3 separate regions of the Anser cygnoides genome follow, and regions 1 and 3 are each linked to region 2. Evidence: chromatin contacts called from public Hi-C data. All regions are on one chromosome and are shown on one strand. Each heading gives the region's core, a stretch centred on a gene start, on an enhancer-like site or on the middle of the called end of the contact. The rest is flanking DNA. Distances are from core to core; before and after follow the strand shown. Region 1 holds the start of C1H11orf97 (chromosome 1 C11orf97 homolog). Region 2 holds the start of CWC15 (CWC15 spliceosome associated protein homolog). Region 3 holds the start of FAM76B (family with sequence similarity 76 member B).

Region 1 (3,444 bases), core at 725-3,224, 170 kb before region 2:
TCAATAACTGATGCAATTGCCTGTTCATAAATCAAAAGAATTATTCCCAGGAACTTCAACCGTTTGTGGATGAACAGCCAACATACTATTGTGCCTAATTAGTTACAGCCAGTATTGCTAATTCTAGCCAGTCAAATCTGTCAAATCTTTTGGATCCCAAACTCAGATTTGACTGCCATGACTTAACCAAACTGAAGTTGGTGGGGGTTGGTTGGTTTCTTTCCAGATTTTGAGGCCGTTAAAATGCGCTTGAGTACAGCTTCTCTCTGTAGTCATGCAAACTAGAATCTCACTGGTTTACAATTAAGGATTGGGACTCTTCATCTGAGGTGTTCTTACCAAGTCTTAGCACTGAGCGCTATTTGGTTTATCTAACAGGAAAAATGGTAAATAATGCTCTATGTTTTCACAAGAGGCATTGTAATTTGCTTCTTCTGTTTGTCAGTTCAGCCTTTCTGCTAACAAGTGAAAAATCCTATGATTTTTGAAGTTTTAGAGTTGAACTTGCCTGTGCTACTGTTCACATCAACTGTGTTGGTCTGCATCTCTCAATCTTTCAGCTAGTTTTGAAGAATCAACATCTCTGGATTATTTAGCTGTGAAATGTCCAATAATGTATACTTCCAGTCTTCTCCACCCCTCCTTGGTTCAAGTGCAAGTTTCAGACAAAAATCACTACCAAATGATAGCATTTAATGAGTGAGTTTTTCACCATTACAATACATCTCAATATAATTATTGTGAGCAGGCAGGTCTTTTTCAGTCAATAGTGGTTTGGAAGGATACTGGTAGAACTTGAACGATGTTGTTAGCCCAGCAGGTAATGAAAGGGTAAAGCAGTGTATTGCACAGGAATTAGCGTACTATAGGATTTCCCATGACAAAGGCATGCAGTGTGAGAGCTTCAACTTTCCAGTTTATAATGTAGGAGTGGAGAAACTTGCTTCTCTTTGCTAATCAAATTGAGCTAGAAAATACAGTCCCGGAATACAGTATTTCAGCAAGACAGCTGTAAGAAAACATCTTGTTCTGTGCAGACACCTTACTGAGCGATCCCAAGCTCCTTCCAGACACCGCTAACAGGTCTGAAGCACACTTGTAACAGCAGCAGCAAGGCTGGAATATGTCAGCATTTGTCCTCTGAGGACCTACATTTATTTGGTCCTCTGATCAAGCATCTTTGGAGGGCATCTCCGTCACCCTGGCTTTCTTGAAGCCCTGTGTTGCACTTCTGTTAAAAAATACACAGCTGCCTTTGAAATACGAATTGTACAAAGTAACTTTCAATGCTTAGTATTTTAAAAGCTTGGTTTCAGGATATTTGTGAAAGGCATATACTTTGAAATGCATTAAGGAAAAACAGGTTATGATGTGCATTGGTTTAACTAGACATGGCTTGTATCTTACAGGTTCTCGCTTCCACCTGTATGCAAAGTCTTGGCTTCAAGGAAGCTGTCCCAGGGCAAATCTCCCTGCCGGGTGAGTGGGCCAGCTTGCTGCTGCTATCCGGCAGCACTCTCTGCTTGCTGTGGTACCTGCCAGCTGCTCTTCTTCCTCATAGCATGCACAGCAGCAAGATGAGTGGAGTCGAAATGCCACCTCAGTCCTATCAAAGTTTCAAGGTGCCTTATTTTACAAAAAGTGCTATTAAAATCAAGCCAGTACTCCTGTAAGTTGATCTGCGTCATCCCCTCAGTCAAGCTGTATCCTTCTGTCTTTATTAGTCTGAAGACTGATATAAGATCTGACATCCTTTTAAAAGGCAGGGCAGTGGCAACACTTTTTAGGGACAAAGCGCTAGTGATGTGTGTGCATACCAGCGTGTAATGCTGATTGCCTCACACGAATGATGTTTAACAATATACTGTAGCCTGCCCTGTGCCCGATGGCGGCGTGAGGTAAGCCTGGGTCCCCACACGGCGACCCCGGGACGTCTTTGCACCGGGAGCTCATCCGTTATTTTTTTTACTAAAAAGAACAGGAGGTAAATGGTCAAAGGTCTTTTTCGGGTCAAAGGGGAAGGGGCAAAACACCCCGGCGCTGTGGCAGAAGGAAGAAAGAGGCGGCACAGCCCGGTACAGAACATCGCCCCAGGTGCGCGGGGCAGCCACAAGATGGCGCCGGGGAGCCGCTGACGGAGCGCAGCCCGCCCGTCCCCGCCCGTCCCCGCTCCTGTGGCAACGGAGCCGCGCGGCTCGCACCCGCCCGGGCACGGTGGCCATGAGGGCGGCGAGCGGCGAGCAGCCGGCGGAGGAGGCCGAGGAGACGGACAGCGATGGCCGCGGCGAGGCGGCGAGAGGCGGGCAGCCCTGTGAGCGCGGCGGCCCCCGGCTCGCCTCACCGCCTCACCCGGGCAGCCGCTTCCTTGCCCTTTCCCCGCCTCAGGGTCCCCTCCCCGGCTACTCTGGGCACCACGGGGGTGGGCTCCGGCTTCTTCCCGAGGGATTCTGCCCTGTCCTGGGTCTCCAGAAAGCCTTGGAGGGTGGGGATGGGGAAGGAAGGCGTTGCGTACCTCCCCAGGCCGCCTCTGTGGTGGCCCCACGCAGGGCTGCACCCCTGGGTGCTGCCTTCTTTTAGGGGTAACCTGTGTGAGGCGTCCCCTTCAGCAAGGACATTTTGGGGGCCTCCTCCATCTCCCCTCGGCAGCACGCTGCTCCAACTTGGGCTTCCCATGGAGGGACCCCATCGCCCCTTCTCCCAGGTGCCCGGCAGTTGCCTTGCCTCGCTGCCATGGCTTTCACCTCCCTTTGAATCCTCCAGTGCTCCCCTTTTAGGTACCGGCTGTGGTACTGCTGTGAGGAATCCCTTTTGGGGCTGGGCATGTCTGAACGCTATCACGTCTGTAAATTTGTCTTAAGGTGTATTAAAGATAAAAGTAGAACGGGACAGGATGAAATTACATTAAGCAAAATATATTGATGTTGGGGTGGGAGGCATGGGTAAAATAACTGGTTCTTTTGTAATGTGTTTTGCTAACAGGGAAGAAATTTGTATATGTTGAGCCATCTAGGAGAGTTAAGGAAATCCTTCAAGAAGAGCTTTATTTTCAGAAAGAAGAATACCACATTAAACATCCAGCTGCAGGTAATCCTTACAAGCAAATGAAAAGTGTTTGTCAGGGCAAATGAAACAGAAGATGTTTTGAGAACTGTGGCAAAATTAATGATTAAAAAAAAAAAACAAAACAACCCCACCAAACAAACAAACAAACAAACAAAAAAACAGCCTAGAACATTCATGTAATGATCTGGAGAACATTTAGAAGAACTGCATTTAGTCTTTATTATTTTTTTTGCCTGAAATTCTGGGGAACATAATTATTGAGAACATGTACTTCCATATGATCTATCAGTTTAATAAAACAGAAACAAATACCAAGTGCTAGGGAGGTTTATTACATCTTTCTTTGAAAGAGGTGCTGTAGTTATTAGAATACTTCATCCA
Region 2 (3,347 bases), core at 416-2,915:
TTAGAGCTTACAGAGAAAGGCAGTCACCAGAAGCTGCTACATTGTTCCTGGAACTGTAGCAACAAACCTCTAACCATCCCTTGGCACCCGACCCTTAAAATTTAAGGAGCTTTTTCCTTGACAGAATCTATTCAGATTTTCAAAAGAAAGTCTTTTCCAACATGACTGAAAGGTGGCATACAGATTTGAACGAGAATGCAAGGTTGTGTTTATACAGTAAATAAAATGCCAGGAGCCAGTCTCCTATCCTTAAGTCTCAGTGGTAAGCAAGTAACCAAACTCTTTCCCCTGGAAAAAGGACTGCCAAAAAATGTCTGCCTGGAATGATTTTTCCTTCGTTCCCTGAAGTGTGGCTCGGTATCATCGCCACCAATGCTGGCTGACACAGCTCACAGCATGCCCAGGATGGTGTTGGTAGTTAAACAGTGATGATGATCATGCAACCCGTACTCTCTAGCCCTTGCCCTGGCCCTGTCAGTTCTCCTGTGCAGGCACAGCACCAACATCAGTAATGTGGCAGAGCCCCGTGGGATTGCCCCGCGCAGAGCTCCAGCTGGACAGCAGAACTTTACGAAGCACTAGGGGTAATGTTATCTCTGCAAGCACAAGGCTGACAGCTTCAACCATACGTAAACCACGTTCAATTAACAAAATATCCTGCTTGGGCAAAGGCAGAAGCTTTCAGCAGCTCCGTTTCAGAACCTGCAGGAACTCACCTACCACCAGCACGCCCTAAGAATGGAATAAAGGGTGCCAAGAGCTGCAGCTGTGAGACAGAAGCAAACAGGCTCTGAGCAGCCTTGGCCACACGGACATGCTGTCAGCACGCGCTGCATGCGGTGCTGCTGGACAGGAGCCGGGGACCAGGAGCCCAAACCACTCAGCCAAGGCCTCAAGACACCACGGCCAATACACAACCACCGCCTGGCTGATCGACCAGTGCCACCTGGAATCTGTTACACAAAGCAGCACTCACTTCTGCTTCGCTGGGCCATGCACGCCCACTCACTACTGACTAAAGGACACCCACTCACCACTAACTTCACAGGCACAAACACAAATCAAAAAGGGAGCCAGCAGCTAGCCAGGCTCACTAACAACTGCTGACACCTTCCCAAACGCCGTGTGAGCCAGCTGGGGCTCAGCACGGCCTCTACAAGACCTAAAATTTGCGAAAGCCGCTTGTTCTTAGGTCCTTTCTGTGCTAACTCTGCGTAAGGGGGATCTGTGCGCTCAGGTGAAGGACCAGGCCCAACCCGGAGCCCCAGCACCCCCCAGCAACCACCCCTGCTCCTTGCCGAGCCCAGCCCGCATTTACCTTGGCCTTAAAAGCCCCCCCACCCCCCCCGAACCCCCGGGGGCCGCCCGCTCTCGTCAGGTTTTGGGATCGCAGCACTGGAGAAGCCACCTCAGGGCCCACGGCAAGGCAGGGCCGCCGCGCTGCCTTCCTCAGCTCCCTCCCAACCCAAGCGACAACGAGGGGGCTTACCCCGATGTTAGGATGCCCCAGAGCCCTCCCGACCCCTCAGAGCCCCTCAGGGCCCCTCTCACAGCGCGGCCTCCTCCCGCAGCGCAGCCCGGCCCTACGCCGCCGCCATCATCCCGCCCAGCGCCCGGCAGGCGGAGCGCCGCGGGGCCCTACCATAGAGACGGCCCCGCCCGCCATCATGGCTGCCCCGGGCAGGGGCACGCCCCAAAATGGCGCCGCGGCGCGTCCAGCAGGGGCGCCCTCTGTCCTCGGGGCTGGTCCTTTGCAGGCTGTTTATACGCGAGTTCACAAATAAGAAGTACAGGAACAGCTACGGGAGTGATAAAACCTCCCAGTTCTTCCCTTTGTTTAGCCGTGTGCATCGGCAACGTTAGCCTCAGCGTGCCAGTCAGCAGTGCCCCCCCTTACAAATCCCCTCAAACTGCTGTGTTTTCACTGCTGTCCCATAAAAGTACCCTCAAACTGGTGTGTTTTCGCTGCTGTCCCCCCAAAATCCCCTCAAACTGCTGTGTTTTCACTGCTGTCCCCCCAAATCCACTCAAACTGCTGTGTTTTCACTGCTGTCCCATAAAAGTACCCTCAAACTGGTGTGTTTTCGCTGCTGTCCCCCCAGAATACCCTCAAACTGCTGTGTTTTCACTGCCCTCCCCTAAAAATACACTGGTGCGTTTTCACTGTTGTCCCCCCGCCCCCCCCCCCCCAAAAAATACCCTCAAACTGGTGTGTTTTCACTGCTGTCCCACCAAAATAACCTCAAACTGGTGTGTTTTCACTGCTGTCCCCTAAAAATACCCTCAAAATGGTGTGTTTTCACTTCTGTCCCCTAAAAATACCTCCCAAAAAGCCAAAGTGTGAATGAGTAGCATTCAGTTATTAAACACAGTTTCTCTCTTGTGCTTGCCCTTGCTTTTAAATTGCATCTGGTTGCTAAACCTTTGTGAATCACATGAGGATATGTGAAGTAAAAGGTTCTTTTATGTATCTTGAGACCTCATAAATATATATACATGTCTGAGGGGAGCGTGTCAAGAGGATGGAGCCGGTCTCTTTTCAGTTGTGCCCAGTCACAAGATGAGAAGCAAGGAGCACAAAATGAAGCACAGGAGGTTCTGGCTCAATATGAGGGGGCACTTCTTTACTGTGAGGGTAATAAAGGACTGGGACAGGCTGCCCAGAGAGGTTGTGGGGTGTCCTGCTCTGGAGATATCCCAAACCCGCCTGGATGCCATCCTGCGCGATGTGCTCTAGGTGATCCTGCTCGGCAGGGGGTTGGACTGGGTGATCTCCAGAGGTCCCTTCCAACCTCGGCCGTTCTGTGATTCTGTGATTCTGTGATCTGCAAAATCAACACGGAAACTTTCCTGAGCTACTCTTCACCCAGTATGTAATTTAGAAGAGGGCCCGCAAGAGGTCCCCAAAGACACTGCTATGCAGAGAGCTACAGCAATTGATGCAAATGACACCCTGTAGGCAGCAAGCCATCAACGAAAGCACTTGGAAGAAGTGGGCCCTTGTACAAAGAAACCACGTCCTGTTCTTGGTTTGTGTGAGAAGAATTTATAAACCAGCTCCGAGTCACACTGAACCTCGAGGAAGTCTGTGTTGTTTCCATTTGGATTGGAAGACACGTCTAGGGACAGCAGGAAAACACTCCCAATTGAGTACCCTGCCTCTGGGAATTTTGCTTTGATGAGCCTCTTTGTCTAAAGAGGTGCAAGGCATGTTTATTTACATTGTCTTTTATTATTTTTGGGTTGATTATTTCTTCAGAATTTGTCACCTACAGTGTTGCTCCAGTCCACTTTCCCCTTTGCATTTCCAGTACTTAGAAAATGACAGACTGGCAGCTATCCTTTTG
Region 3 (3,556 bases), core at 114-2,613, 230 kb after region 2:
CAGTAGGTGCACTTGACGACGGGGTGTGCGATGCGGCACTCCTGGGCGGGGAGAGAAAACACTGGGGTCAGCTCCTTCTGCCGGGACATGCATCTGACCTCCCTTGAGTCCCAACCTCCCCCTCCCTGGCCTCCCCTGGGTCCCAACCTCTCCCTGGTCAGACTCTCTCAGGTCTCAAGCTCCCCTGGCTGCTGGTCTCCCCTGGATCCCGGCCTCCTCCGGCTCCCAACCTCTCCCTGGCCAGACTCTCCTGGGTCTCAACCTCACCCTGGTGCTGTCCTCCCCTGAATCCCGGCTTCCCCCTGCCCAGCCTTCCTTGGGTCCCAACTTCCCCCTGGTCCTGGTCTCCCCTGGGTCCCAACCTCCCCTTGGTCCTGGTCTCCCCTGGATCTCAACCTCCCTCGGCGCTGTCCTCCCCTGGATCCCAGCCTTCCCTGGGTCCCAACCTCTCCCTGGCCGGACTCCCCTGGGTCCCAACCTCCCCCGGATCCCAGCTTCCCCCTGCCCAGGCTCCTTTGGGTCCCAACCTCCCCCTAGTCCTGGTCTCCCCTGGGTCTCAACCTCCCCCGGGTCCCGGCCTCTCCTGAATCTCGTTCTCCCCCTGCTCAACCTCCCCAAACTCCTGGCCTCCCCCTGGTCTCAACCTCCCCCGGGTGCTGTCCTCCCCTGGATCCCAGCTTCTCCCTTGGGTCCCAACCTCCCCTTGGTCCTGTCCTGGTCTCCCCAGGGTCTCAACCTCCCCGGGGTGCTGATCTCCCCTGGATCCCGGTCTCCCCCTGCTCAACCTCCTCGGGGTCCTGGGCTCCCCCTGGTCTCAACCTCCCCTGGATCCCGGCCTCCCCCGGCTCCCAACGTCTCCCTGGTCGGACTCCCCTGGGTCCCAGCCTCACCCAGGCGCTGTCCCCCCCCTGGATCCCGGCTTCCCCCTGCCCAGCCTCCCTTGGGTCCCAACCTCCCCCGGCTCCTGGTCTCCCCTAGATCCCGGCCTCCCCCTGCCCGACCTCCCCGGGGTCCCGGCCTCCTCCTGCCCGGACTCCCCCGGCTCTCGACCTCCCCAGGGTCCCAACCGCTCCCGGTTCCCGGCCTCTCCCCGGCCCCAGCCTCCCCCCCGATCCCGATCCCGACCTCCCCCCCGGATCCCGGTCTCCCCCCGTCCCCGTCCCCGCCCCGCCCGCCCTCACCTTACACAGCTGCTGCCCCTGGGACAGCTCCTCGAAGGGGTAGCGCTGCGTGCACTTGGTGCAGGCGTACAGAGCCGGCCCGGCCGCCTGCGCCGCCGCCGCCATCCGCGCCTCTCCCGGCGGGGACGCGGGGCCCGCACCCGCACCCGGACCGGGGGGGGCGGGGGGCCCGAGGGGAGGGGCCCCGCGAGGGCCGGCCTTCCATTGGCCGAGAGCCCCCGCCCTTCTTTCTCATTGGGCGTCCGGCGCGCCACTCACACGCGGCTCTGTGACGACCCGCAAGAACCGCACGGGGCGGGGCTAGCCGCGCCGTCCTCCCTTCCCATTCGCCGGTTGGGCCGTCAGTCAAGCCGCGGCCGGCTCATGGCCGCCGCATGGCCGCGGCGCCCTTAAAGGGACGGGCCGCGGGGGGAGGGGGGCCGCCCGCGCACAAAATGGCGGCGGCGGCGGGCGGGCGGCGGCAGCAGCAGCGCACGGTGAGGGCAGGGGGCGGGGGTGGCCCGGGAGCTTCATGGAGCCGCAGGGCTGCCCAAAAAGAGGGGTGGGGAGGCGGCTGGGGGCTGGAGCTAATTATAACTTCTCTCATCTTCACCAGTTTGGGGGCTTTCTTCCTTAATTTTCAGCGTTTTCCTGAGGTCAGCGCCCCGCGGGGACGTCCAGCAGCAGAAAGGGGCTTAAATGGATCTTAACCTTGGCGCTGTTTCCTAAATTCTGTCACTTTTTTCAGTCGGGCGCGTTTAGCAGTCGTTATTCGTGAAACAGAACGCAAAGCTGGCTTGCTGAAAGGTGTAACGGGAATATATTTGGTAGCAAGTCCAACCTGTACGGCGGTACCTCGGCACAGATGTTGTGGGGTTTATTTCAAGCCAGGGGCTGCGCTGACTGGATGCCATCGAAATTCGTGCCCGTAGCCTGCATTCAGGTGATAGGAGAAATACAGCTAGTCAAAAAGCCTATGTTTGCTTAGCTCTGTGTAATTTTTGCTTAAGTATATGATTTTTTTTTTCCAGGGGTCAGTCTGTTGTGGGCTAGGTAAGCATCACTTTTGCCAGTTTAAAAAGAAAAAAAGGCAGCAGGTTGGGTTTTTTGTTTGCTTGTTTTACCTAGTTATTCTTAATTCTGCATAGAGAAGGTTTTCCAGGTGAAAAATAGAGACCTAGGAAAATCTTGATGTCTGGCAGCCCCTATGTTGATTTCAAACTGATCCCCATCTTTTAGCCTGGAGGATTGTCAGATACTTTTATTTTGCAACCACAGCAGATAAAAATAGCAGACTGGTGTTTCAATCAATAGTTTTTGCCATTTGGGCTTACATTGCTGCTGCTGGTGCGCTGTTGCCTGTTGCGTGCAATGCTGTGCTTTGCTTCATTCACTTTTACTTTCCTACTTGATCTTATTTGTTATTCTGCTTGCAGCAGTCCAACACCTTGTAACGCTGGTGTTTCTGCAGGACTGAGGTCTCTGCTAACAGGCTTCCCTTCCGTTTTAACTTTACTCATTCTGCAAAGTTTGCTCTGTGTGGCTACTGAGCATAAAACAGTGCCCATATGCACAAGAGTCTACTCAAAATATTTTTGTTAATATGTTCTTAATTAGGCATTTGTGCTTTAATCAGCTTTCCGTGGTGGCTAAAGTTCTTGTGCAAATGCAGTTATTCCAAGAAAAGTGCTTATGTTGTGCAGGAGATAACAAACACAAAGTATTGCTTTGCAGATAAAACAGGAACGCCGCCTGAAATGTTCAGGGTGCTTAGGGCCTTCAATTTTTTGTCTTTGTAATAGGAAATTAAGGTGTGTGTAGGCTTCAAATAACTTACGACTTTTCTTAATTTTTTCCTTTGTATTATTTTTCTTACACTGTGTTTTGGGTGTGTTGTCTAACTTGCTACGAGATATTTGCACAAACACGTTCTGTATTTTAACTTAGGCCACAGTATGCTCGCAATAACTGGTATTTGCAAAAGCTTAGAAAAGCCCTGCCAAGGTGAGCGACTGCTCAATTGCCTTATTAGTGAAGTAAATATCCTGTGAGGAGCTGTAAGAGCATCACATCTTCTTGCAGCCCACTTCTGCCTCAGGCTGCAGGAAGGCACCTTCAACTCATATCAGGGGCAGCGTTCAGTGGTGGGCATGGTTGAAAGGAATTTCTCTAGCACATTCAAACTAGGCAGCCGTGTTTTTATTTCACTCTTTTCCACCAAGCTTGTACACAAAGCTGAGGCCAGGTAGGTTTGAGTGGAAGTCACAGGCACGGCTTGCAGGGTGCTGTGGCCCTTTGGCTTGGGAGAACCTTGCTGGAAAGCCTGCGAGTTACTGGTGTCCTGACTGTGTAGCATTTTCACAACAAGCTGATCCCTTCTGGTCGTTGCAGTCTCT

The links. Hi-C and Micro-C count contacts between places; a contact is called where the count stands out from the background.
Region 1: a Hi-C map of liver shows a contact between it and region 2, with 2.6 times the contacts expected there. The contact joins the promoter of C1H11orf97 here to the promoter of CWC15 in region 2. A contact is called at or near these places in 4 of 7 Hi-C or Micro-C datasets (granulosa cells and liver).
Region 3: a Hi-C map of liver shows a contact between it and region 2, with 2.3 times the contacts expected there. The contact joins the promoter of FAM76B here to the promoter of CWC15 in region 2. A contact is called at or near these places in 2 of 7 Hi-C or Micro-C datasets (granulosa cells and liver).

The regions. Positions count from the first base shown.
Region 1 is chr1:200,787,584-200,791,027 of Taihu_goose_T2T_genome, reverse strand. It overlaps C1H11orf97 (chromosome 1 C11orf97 homolog), which reads left to right and starts at 1,974. Exons shown (of 4, transcript XM_048076488.2): 1 at 1,974-2,094; 2 at 2,980-3,084. The coding sequence starts at 1,989.
Region 2 is chr1:200,615,227-200,618,573 of Taihu_goose_T2T_genome, reverse strand. CWC15 (CWC15 spliceosome associated protein homolog) reads right to left here and starts at 1,665. Exons shown (of 7, transcript XM_066989868.1): 1 at 1,643-1,665.
Region 3 is chr1:200,388,085-200,391,640 of Taihu_goose_T2T_genome, reverse strand. It overlaps FAM76B (family with sequence similarity 76 member B), which reads right to left and starts at 1,363. Exons shown (of 10, transcript XM_048076445.2): 1 at 1,182-1,363; 2 at 1-41. The coding sequence starts at 1,286. It overlaps CEP57 (centrosomal protein 57), which reads left to right and starts at 1,499. Exons shown (of 11, transcript XM_048076442.2): 1 at 1,499-1,657. The coding sequence starts at 1,556.